Linked DNA regions of Sus scrofa: region 2 is linked to region 1. Evidence: chromatin contacts called from public Hi-C data. All regions are on one chromosome and are shown on one strand. The core of a region is the stretch at or near the end of the contact, and the rest is flanking DNA. Distances in the headings are between cores, read along the strand shown.

Evidence for each region. Hi-C and Micro-C count contacts between places; a contact is called where the count stands out from the background.
Region 2: a Hi-C map of liver shows a contact between it and region 1, with 12 times the contacts expected there. The contact joins the enhancer-like site here to the promoter of FAM20A in region 1. A contact is called at or near these places in 1 of 5 promoter capture datasets (liver), 15 of 47 Hi-C or Micro-C datasets (alveolar macrophages, embryonic fibroblasts, epiblast stem cells and 8 more) and 1 of 2 datasets of contacts at active chromatin or transcription factors (skeletal muscle).

The regions. Positions count from the first base shown.
Region 1 is chr12:11,604,677-11,609,734 of Sscrofa11.1, forward strand. FAM20A (pseudokinase FAM20A) reads left to right here and starts at 1,793. Exons shown (of 11, transcript XM_021066715.1): 1 at 1,793-2,960. The coding sequence starts at 2,557. LOC110255981 (a long non-coding RNA gene) reads right to left here and starts at 3,419. Exons shown (of 4, transcript XR_002337052.1): 1 at 3,317-3,419.
Region 2 is chr12:11,652,587-11,657,942 of Sscrofa11.1, forward strand. It overlaps FAM20A (pseudokinase FAM20A), which reads left to right. Exons shown (of 11, transcript XM_021066715.1): 6 at 1-61; 7 at 590-770; 8 at 1,756-1,865; 9 at 2,602-2,683; 10 at 3,188-3,247; 11 at 4,548-5,356. The coding sequence ends at 4,812. Among named protein-coding and RNA genes, the nearest start is that of PRKAR1A, 25 kb to the right of the region's middle. Within about 2 kb of position 2,870, at least 25 of the 83 cell types and tissues checked have an H3K27ac peak or open chromatin away from gene starts, as enhancers often do. A contact at or near this core is called in embryonic fibroblasts, epiblast stem cells, liver and 3 more, where this site is marked.

The DNA.
Region 1 (5,058 bases), core at 543-3,042:
GTTCAAGAGCAGTAGAAGTGGAAAGAGAGACGACTTTGCAAGGGGAGGCTTGAAACAGGACGATGGGTCCTGGTAAAGAGCAGTTAGTGATAATATGGGTGACTTGAGGGGATGTAGATGAGGCTGGTGAGGATGCCAGGGGCCAAGGCACAGGGAGTCGGGGCAGGAGCAGAAGGGAAAGGCTCACTTCTGGGAGGGGGGAGGAGAGAGGCAGACAAACCTTGAGGACAGTGACATCTGACTGGCCTCTAGCATTTCCGCCCTCCCATCCCAACCTAATTCATATGTAATATCTGACTTCCACATGCAGTTTTGCCCTTGACCTTTAGAGGGCAGGGAAAGCGTGTTGAGATAAGCTCTACTTGAATTAGGAATATTGTTTCCTGAATTGAGTTCAGACAAGAGTCTGGTGAGAGAGCAGGGCCCCCATGGGGCGGGGGGGCAGAGTTGAAGTCATAAGACTCATGATGGCATCCTTTGCCAGCCCAGAAATGTACACCGGCGTGCCTCACAGTTGCTGCAGATACAACACTGACGTCTGGCTTCTTCATCTACGGGCCACCACACCTACTTAGACACGTCCAAAGCTGCAGTGTTTCTTAGAAACTGGAGACCACTTAGAATTTCATTTCAGACAAAAAGAAGGTGGTTCAAGAAACCCTAAAAACCCCACCAGCCTCCCCAGCAGAGTGAAGCAGCTGGCATTAGTATTATCTTGACTCCCCGCCTGGACCAGGCATTCAGGTCACTATGTTGTGTTGCTGACAATGGTCCCCCTTTTGGTATCTTCCTTTATCATAATTTTCTACACTTGTCCCACTCACACGCGGTCTCTAACCGACCCCAGTGTACAACAGGAACCAAGAAGTAATCCTATTTCTAGCCAACACTTATCTCACACTTACTTACAATGTGCTGGGGGCAGTTCGAAGCAAGTTAAATACTTTAAGTCACTTAAGCCACGCAATAGCCCTATATGGTTGGTTCTATTATTATCTTCATTTCCAGACGACCAGGATGGCAGAGGCCACAAGAATCTCCCACTGGACCACAGTGGGAAGAACTCTGGTCGGAAGCCACAAGTCAGAGTGTGTGTGAGGGTTCTAGATTCCAGCAGCAGAAGAAAGGTAGTTAGCGAGCAAGCTTCATGAACACAGGAAGCTTTGCTACCTGGGCAGGCAGCTCATGGCAAAGATGCTTTTTCCTCAACACCTAGAGGCTCAAGCTGCCTGCTCCGTCAGATTAGCAATTCTCCATCCACCAGGTCATTAAACAGAGGGGCCAGGAGCTCAGGGCTGCCTCTCCCTCAAAAGGAAGAGGGTGGGGGAGTAGGAATTACCTCACGGGAAATCTGGAGAGAGCCGAGCACATGTCCTTCAGTGATTCATTTGGGTGGACCACTTTCACACCGAGCTAAATGCAACAGTTCAGCGTGGGGTCATTGGAAGGCCCCTCCCTCCTTCACTGGGAGAAAAAGTTCTTCTTTGGGAGAAGGTCAGCACAGTGGGGACCAAACCCCATCCAAACAGGAAGTCACCAAGATTCTAGGTAAAACGGGTGCCTTCTTTTTAAAGGTCAAACTTTTTCATTGGCTAAGTGGGTGTTTGCTGAGCGCCTACTAGGTGCCAAGCACAGGACATGCAGTCCTTAGGGGTTTAAGAGGTGCTGTGTGGGAAGATGCAAACACACACACACACACACACAAACATCTGGCAAATCCTGCAGGAGAAAGGCTTTCAGGGAGTTGTCTTTCCCCCTCCACCCCACCCCAGGGAAAAAAAAAAACAAACGTGAAATCAGAGGTATCACACTCACACACACCCTTGGAGTCTCCCAAGGTGTCTGGCCTGAACCCTGAGCGGGGCCAGCGGGAGGCCTGGGGCGAGGGGGGAAGGGCGCGAGCAGCGGGTTGGGCGACAAGGTGGAAGGGCAGAGCCGGAAGAGGGATCGGAGTTGGCAGGCCGGCCGCGCCAGAGGCAGGTGCCAGCGGAGAGTGGGCGGAGGTGCGGGCGCCCGGCCGGGCGGGGGAGGCCCGGCGTCACCCCTGCCTCTAGGAGTCGGGCGCGCACGCCAGCTCGCCTCGAGGAGCCGGGGGCACGGGCGTCCCCGCCGCCCGCAGGAGGAGCCGCGGGAACAGTCGCCGCAGCCGCGGAGCCACAGCATCCTCCAAAGAGACGCCCCAGGCTCCGCAGCAGCTCTGCTCCTCCAGGAGGCGAGCGCCGCCGCCCGCTCCCGGCGCTCCGGCCGCCTGTCCCCTCGCCCTGCCGCCCGCGGGGTGCAGCCGGCATCCGCGCCCGCGATCCTCCACCTGCCGCGGGCTCCGGGGCAATCCACCGCTGGGGAGAGAAGGTGCGAGAAACAGCGGCCGGGGAGACACCGTCCCCGGGTGGCCACTCCGCGCGGAAAAGGGACGCCCGCGCGCTCTGCGCGGGGTCCCCAAGTTCAAGGGCGACACCCCTCTCCGGGAGGCTCCCCCGCCCGGGGAAACCGCGGCCGGCCCGCGGGACCCCAGCGCCTCCCGGGTCCTCGGAGACTCCCGCGCGCCCCGGCGGGGCCATGCCCGGACTGCGCCGGGACCGCCTGCTGACCCTGCTGCTGCTGGGCGCGCTGCTCTCCGCCGACCTCTACTTCCACCTCTGGCCCCAGGTGCAGCGCCAGCTGCGGCCCAGGGAGCGCCCGCCCGGCTGCCCGTGCGCCGGCCGCGCCGCCTCCCCGGCCCCGGCCCCCGCCGCGGCCCCCTCGGCCCCCCGCCCCGCGGCGCACAACTTTTCCCGGGCCCGGCCCCGGACTGAGCAGGACCGCGGCGGCCGCAGCGTCCCCCGCTCCAAGCTGCGGGCCCTCTTCGCCCACCCGCTGTACAACGTGCCCGAGGAGCCGCCGCTCCTCGGCCCCGAGGACTCGCTCCTGGCCAGCCAGGAGGCGCTGCGGTATTACCGGAGGAAGGTGGCCCGCTGGAACAGGTGAGGACCCCGCCCGCCGCCCCGGCCCCGGCCCCGCGGCGCTTCCCCAGCCCTCCAGCTCCCGCACTGGGTTCTGAGAGTGCTCCGCACCCGGCCCCCATCCGTGGCTGCGGACCCTAGAGTTCAGCCCCAGCACAGGTCGCCAGAAAAACTTTCTAGGCAGCAGCGCAGCGAAGACATGCTCTCAGCCCCTCCCCCTGAGCTCTCTCTTTTCCCCACTTCTGTTCTCCGGGCTATTTCCACCGCCCCCCTCTTTCTCCTTGTCCTGATGTGGAAAGCCGCCGCTCGCTTCTGGTTTTCCAGAATGAGGTTCCCAAACAGAGCAGCGTCACAGCTGGTTCGAATTCAGGACTTACCTCTAGACCTGGGTACCTTCCAGAAACCAAGGCTATACTCCCTGAAACCCAGCTTTTTCCCTTTGCTTATTCCTCTGCCCGGGGTCAGAGATCGCAAGAGGTCAGCCCCGGGCAGAGAGTAAACCCGTCAGTTTCCTGCCATGGTTGCCAGTCTCTGTTCTATATTTAAAACGTGCCTTGTCCTTTTCTGGTCAGTGTTATAACCTGAAGGCCGTTTTTATTATAGCAGCGATTTGGGCTGATGTGGATTTGAGGTGTGATGCTTTCACAAAGGAGGTAAAAAAAATGCTGCCTGGGAATTTTCTAAACCCCAGGCAAAATCTAGAGGGGGGGGGGGGGGAAGAGGCCAAACACATACTCAGGATAAGATTAAGAAGGATGTTTTTTATAAAAGGGGGGAGAAGGGAGAGTGTCGGAGGGGGTGGAATGGTCAGTAGGGAGGGTCCCCAGCTAATGACCGAAGGCCTTGATATTTGAGTTAAGATGGTTTTGAAGGGAGTTCCCATCGTGGCGCAGTGGTTAACGAATCCGACGAGGAACCATGAGGTTGAGGGTTCGGTCCCTGCCCTTGCTCAGTGGGTTAACGATCCGGCGTTGCCGTGAGCTGTGGTGTAGGTTGCAGACGCGGCTCGGATCACGCGTTGCTGTGGCTCTGGCCTAGGCCGGTGGCTACAGCTCCGACTAGACCCCTAGCCTGGGAACCTCCATATGCCGCGGGAGCGGCCCAAGAAATAGCAAAAAAAAAAAAAAAAAAAAAGATGGTTTTGAAGGACAGACTCCTCTGAAGATCATTCAGATCCAGAGACCACTTCTGGACCGCACCCACCACTTTTCTTAATAGGAGAGATTTCAAAATGAGGTGTCATGGGCTGGTTGTATAGTCCCTTCCGAGGATGGGTAGACCAAACATCTCTGGAAATTTAACTGTTTGCTCCTTCTTCTGTAGTGCTGAGAATGACTGGGAATGGGGGGGTGGAGGGGGCCTTCAGAAAGTAAAAAGAGAAGGAATTGAGAGTTATGGGCTGTGGTGCATTTTAATTGCAACTCTTTGGCTGATGATTTTATATTAGAAAGAAAGTGGTTCTTGATTCCATTGCTAATTGGATGCAATAAAAAGGCAGTGTGAGATTGCTTCGCAGACACTGTCATTTTCAATATTACCTTTATTTCATCAATGCCGTGGGAGTCTGCATCAGTGAACTAGGAAATTTTGCTCTTGGAAAATTATCGACACATCTGTCGAGGATTTGCAGAGGGACTATGGGGAAAGTGGCTCACGTATTCCCATTTCTGTGGCCTTAAACTTCCCTGTGTGACTTTTGTCCTGAAGGAAAGCCGAAGAGAATATGTTGGCAGAAAAGCAAAAATCGTTCTCACCCATCTGTCCTGCTATTGATTTGGAGCTTGATTTCTACACCATTATATGTCAGAAAAATACATGTGCCAACCAGGAACGGTCTTGGTCGTTTCACAGGATTGAGGGCTGGCGACCTTGCTGAATTCGGATATAACAGAGCAGTTTCGTGTGATCAGTTGACTGTGACAGTTGTCATATTTACTCCTCACTTCCCTTTCATACTTGAGATCTCGAGTTTTGGTCAGCTTTCCCGGGAGGGGGCGCTGTACTTGTGAGTGTTGACCCTGGACCCCAGAGGCAGTGAACACCCCATCTTCACCCAAACTGCATTGTAAACCTCAAGGCAAGGCTGTTAATACATGTATGTGGGTTACTTACAGCAGGG
Region 2 (5,356 bases), core at 1,620-4,119, 49 kb after region 1:
AAGGAAATCCTAGAGGTCACCAAGAATGAAATCCTGCAGAGTGTCTTCTTTGTCTCTCCAGGTAGGGTCCTGGCCAAAGCAACATTCTGGGGTCTAGGAAGGTGGTGGGCCAGAGTGGTCTGCCTCCTGCCAGGACCACCCTCCATCATTGGGTGGGTAGGGCTGCCACCAGACACTCTTAGGCTGGCACACCCGAGCACTCCACGAGATAACGGGGGGTGGGAGATGGTTTACATGAAAGACTAACTAGCCTGTGCAGCCACTGGACTCTAGTGCCAGCCCCCCGGGAACCAGATGCCATCCATTCAAACAAAGACCTTTCATCACCCCTTTCCGTCGTAGGGGTGCGATGCAGTGAGGCTGGGTCCCACACTTTCTCTGCTCTGAGACATTTGAACATTGGTACCCAGGATGCTCTGTTTAGTTGCCTTCACAAGCCCCTACATCTGGAAGAGGCAATCTTTTCTTTTTGTCCTGCCTTTTCCCGAGCCCTGAGTGCAGGGTCTCGCCTCCCTCCCAGTGGCTGTCTTGGGGGCAGGAGGATGGCGTGCCCCCTCCTGTCACTGCTCTCTTGTCCTCCACCCTCCAGCCAGCAATGTCTGCTTCTTTGCCAAGTGCCCGTACATGTGCAAGACGGAGTACGCGGTCTGCGGCAACCCGCACCTGCTGGAGGGCTCCCTCTCCGCCTTCCTGCCGTCTCTCAACCTGGCCCCCCGGCTGTCTGTGCCCAACCCCTGGATCCGCTCCTACTCGCTGGCAGGAAAAGAGGAGTGAGTTGGCCCCCTGGCCACAAGGCCAGCCCATGGCCCCTGAGAGTGGCCATGGGCCCTGTGCCCAGGACTTGCCGCTAGGCCGGCTTTGGGGTCCCTGAAGCTGCCTCAGCCCTCCTTTGCCTCATCTCATGTGGATCCCGGGTGTCTGTTCCGTCCCTTTAGTTCATGTATTTCAGTCATAAAGAGCCCCCTGAGTACCAGCTCTAGGTGCTGGGAGAGGACACAGAAACCAAAGACACAGGCTCTTCTTGCAAGAAGCTCCACGGTCCAGGGGAGGTTTGGTCAGACAGTAGCCAGATCATGAAAACGTGGCGGACACCTGCTGTCCTGCAGAGTCGCACACAGGGAGCCCGCAGGAGGGACCCGGGGTCCCTGCCCTGGGAAGCCAGGAGGACCTCGTGGTGGTTCCCTGGGGCCTAGCGCACTCCCTGGCCCAGAGGAGTCCTCCGCTGATCCTAGTCCACTGAGTGCTGGGGTTCATCCACCCAGACACCCTAGTCGTGGAGGGAAGGGAAGTATCCAGGCGGGAACTTCAGGGGGGACCTGGCAGATCCTAAGGGACTCATGAAGGCTGAGGAAGAGCCCACTAGATGAAAGGGACCTGGGGGCTCTCCGTGCAGAGGGACTCATGCGACCGAGCAATGGCAGAGAATGGCTTGCCGGGAACAGCTCAGGAGGCTGCGGGTAGGGGCTGCAGGGGAGGCGGGCAAGGGACGGGGAGGAGGCAGCCTCCCCCCTCTGCCCGTCCATCCGGCGCCCAGAAGAGCAGACATAGGATGGGGCCCAGAACCTTCTTAGCACGTGGAGCCTGTAGCTCCCGTGTATCTTTGCCCAGGGTCCTCCTGGATGTAGCCGGCCACCGCGTGCAGGCTAAGGAGCTGCCACCAGCCCCGGGCAGGACCAGGGAGGCAGGGGTGAGGGTCCCCCGACCCCCTGCCATTGTCATGGCTTTTCCAGCTCCGGGCCTCCTTCTGCCCCTCAGGTGGGAGGTCAATCCGCTTTACTGCGACACAGTGAAGCAGGTCTACCCGCACAACAGCAGCAACCGGCTCCTCAACATCATCGACATGGCCATCTTCGACTTCCTGACAGGTGCGTGTCCGCGCGGGGAGCCCCGCAGAAGCGGGCTCTGCGGTCGGGCTGGGGCTCTGGGACCCCCGGCCGCCAGCTACAGCCTGGCCCACGCGGCAGAAGAGCCTCACGCCGTCCACAGGCTCAGACGTGGCAGAGGCCCCAGGGGACAGAACAGGCTCCCTCTCTGGAGGGGACATGGCTCCAAGGGCAGGCACACAGGCCTCGGACTGGAAGCTATCTGTTCCCTTTACCCTCCGAGTGAGCGGACCCGGGGTGGGGGGTCAGGTGCACAGTGAGAGTGTAGCGGTAGGAGGGCCTAGCAAAGGGACTGCCAAGCCTCTCGGGGACCGGGGGAAGCTCGGGACAAAGACAGGTGTGAAGGCAGCTGCCCCCACGCCTCCACCTAAAGTGGGACAGCAGCCACCCCAGCTTGCGCCCTCCGGGAGGCTCACTCCTCTGCGTTTCTAACAGCGGCAGCTGAGGCGCTGGGGCGAGGAAGGCAAAGCATCCCCAAGGAGCATTAAGAGATCAGCCAGGGGCCGCGGTGGCTGGGAAACGCCTCAGGTTGGCAAACAGCCCACATCAGGGTTGGTTGGTTTGGCGTCCTTCCCGCTCTGCACTTTCACCAGGAACCCTGGGGAAATGACAGCTCGAGGCCTGGGTTCAGGCTCCAGGCTCTGAACGGCTGGCAGGCCCACGCCTCGGGAGAACTCAGAGGTCCTGGCCCTGGCTCCACCGTCTCCCTCCTCCACAGGCAACATGGACCGGCACCACTACGAGATGTTCACCAAATTTGGGGATGATGGGTTCCTTATTCACCTCGACAACGCCAGAGGGTAAGCGCACCTCCTCTCCCGGCCGTACCCCATATGCAGTGGCTCAGGGGGTGCCGGGGCCCCAAGAATGAGGAGTCTCCGCTGTAGTGTCCCCTGCCTCCTGGCCCTCCTTGTTCCGCCCTCTCTGCTCTTGATCTTTGCTGAGTACCACGTGGTTCTCCTCCAGCCTAAGTGCGCATGTGAAAGAGACGGATGTTTTCTGTAATTTTCACTCTGTGGTTCACTCCGGGAGGCAAGCACATGACTCACCCTCAAGGTCCGGCCTTGGCCCCCCGCGGTGTGGGAATCAACGCATGAATGATGCCTTGGTTTTAACATCTTTGGACAGAGGCTTTTGGGACGTGATTGAGAAGGGCTGGCAAGGCGGCTGCATGATCCCTGGCATCTTTATCCCCAGCTGTGATTCAAGAAAAGGCAGCGGTGGAGGAGGAGGAGGAGATGTGAAGGGGGGAGGAAAGTGCTCGCCTCCCCCCCCCCCCCATGAAAGCCTGTTTCTCCTTCCAGGTTCGGGCGACACTCCCAGGACGAAATCTCCATCCTCTCACCGCTCTCCCAGTGCTGCCGGTGAGCTTTCAGTTCAGGGACAGGTCACAGTTGTGACACTTTGTCCTGCTGGCAACCAAGCTCCCAAGGTCTTAGGCAGTTTTCATTGGTCCAGGGCATGGGTGGGTAGGATGACAGGAATTAACCTCGTTTCTTATCCTACAACTACCGGATTTTCCCCAGCACACCTCACACCCTTTCATCTCTCAGCACGAGTGACTTCGCATGTCATCTTTCAGACCTTTCCATCGCCAGCTTTAATCTTTAACCCACTCTGATAACCACGCACTCGTGCAGAGCCTCAGTCTCTGCTGTGACTCATCGGCCCTCTGCTTTGCCTGGCACGAGCCTAAGTTCATATATATTCCCACTTGATCGCTGTCTCGGCAAAGTCCTGACTGAAGTCCCATCAAGTCACACCAGATTAAAAGGATGTGCTCGGCCCTCCATCTGGCCAGTGCTTCTCCAGAGATCCTCTAACCCGCTTCCATGCCTCTCTGGTGTTTCAGCCAGGCTGGTAGAAACTGTCTACCTGCTTAGCTGCAGCATCTATGGCTCGTCAGGAATATGGGGTTCACACGGAGCAAAACCGTCTCCATTTCCAGCTGGAAAACTCAAGAGCGGGGCCTGAAGTGACTTTCTTCACTTCCTGGGTTACCTTAAATGTCCCTCCCTCTCTTCGCCTCTCTCTGAGGAGGTCTGGCTAGGAGTTATGACAAAAGTTGGACAGTCAAGCTGCTTACACGTCAGAGTCCAAGTCAGAGTCCTACATAAAAAGAAGTTACAATCCTAAAGTCGAGATTGGGCCTACCCCACTTCCATCCCTGATTTTAGAATCTGACACAGAAAAATATTATAAAGTTGACCAGAAAAATAACTTGGAGTCCAACAGTATCTACAGCTTTTGAGGTGACAAACGTTTTCATCATTTCACCTACTGGAAATTTCTCTCGTTAGCTTTAAATCGCCTTGAAAAGGCAATAGACAGCGCTTCTGTTTTGATTCCCTTAGGAATATCAGGTGCCTGGGTCCAGCCTCACTAGGGTGCAGCATTACAGTTGTTAAGAAGAGTACAAACGGCTCAGCAGGACCAAAAGGCCACTGGACTAAAAGGCCACTGGCAAAGGACTGCAAAATACTGGATGTCACCTTTCAATCATTCCCTTTTCACCTGGTTTTCATAAAATGTGCCTGAGAAGACACTGGGGGAGAAGGCTCTCAGAACGTCAGCGCTCACAGCCGCTTGCGGGGAAAGAAGTAAGTTCACAGAGCTTTTTTCTTTACATTTACTTATATGGTTCCTGTGACTTTGTCCTTCCAGCATAAAAAGGAAGACACTTCTGCACCTGCAGCTGCTGGCCCAGGCCGACTACAGACTCAGCGACGTGATGCGGGAGTCGCTGCTGGAGGACCAGCTCACCCCCGTGCTCACAGAGCCCCACCTCCTGGCCCTGGATCGCAGGCTCCAGACCATCCTCAGGACAGTGGAGCGGTGCGTAGAGGCCCACGGAGAGCAGAGCGTCGTAGCCGGCGGCCCCGAGGAACAGCCAGCCCCGGACTCTGGCCGGGCCAACTTGGCAAGCTAGGGGCTGGACGAGTCGGACTTCAGACACTACACCTGGAGCCCGCGGGGGACTCTTGAGGGTGGGCCACTGCTTCCTCATGGCCCCCATGCAGGCTGGGGGTCCTAGGGCAGGAGCTCATGAAGCAGACAGGGCACTGGGATGATTCTAAAAGAACAAAAGTGGGATCCACTGGACTTTCCTCCTCGGTGCACTGCCTTGGCTTCCTCTTTCCCAGGAAGCTCTGCCTCATCGAGGCCACGGACCACCGGCAGAGCCCACTGGGAAATCTGGATACGGGTCCAGCCAGGCAGCCTAGTTCCCAGGAGAGAACATTAACTGTAACAAATAAAACTAAAGGACATCAGATGGACACCTCCAGATCTTTATTCCATTTACAAGAACAAATTCCCATCCAGATAAAACATCTGGCATCAACACACACACACACACACACACCCACTCCTAACTGGTAACTTCTAAACTGGTTCAAAGTAGACTTCACACTTTCTATTCATATTCCAATCATGGTGCCCCAATCTGAATACAATAATCCCGACTGACTAGC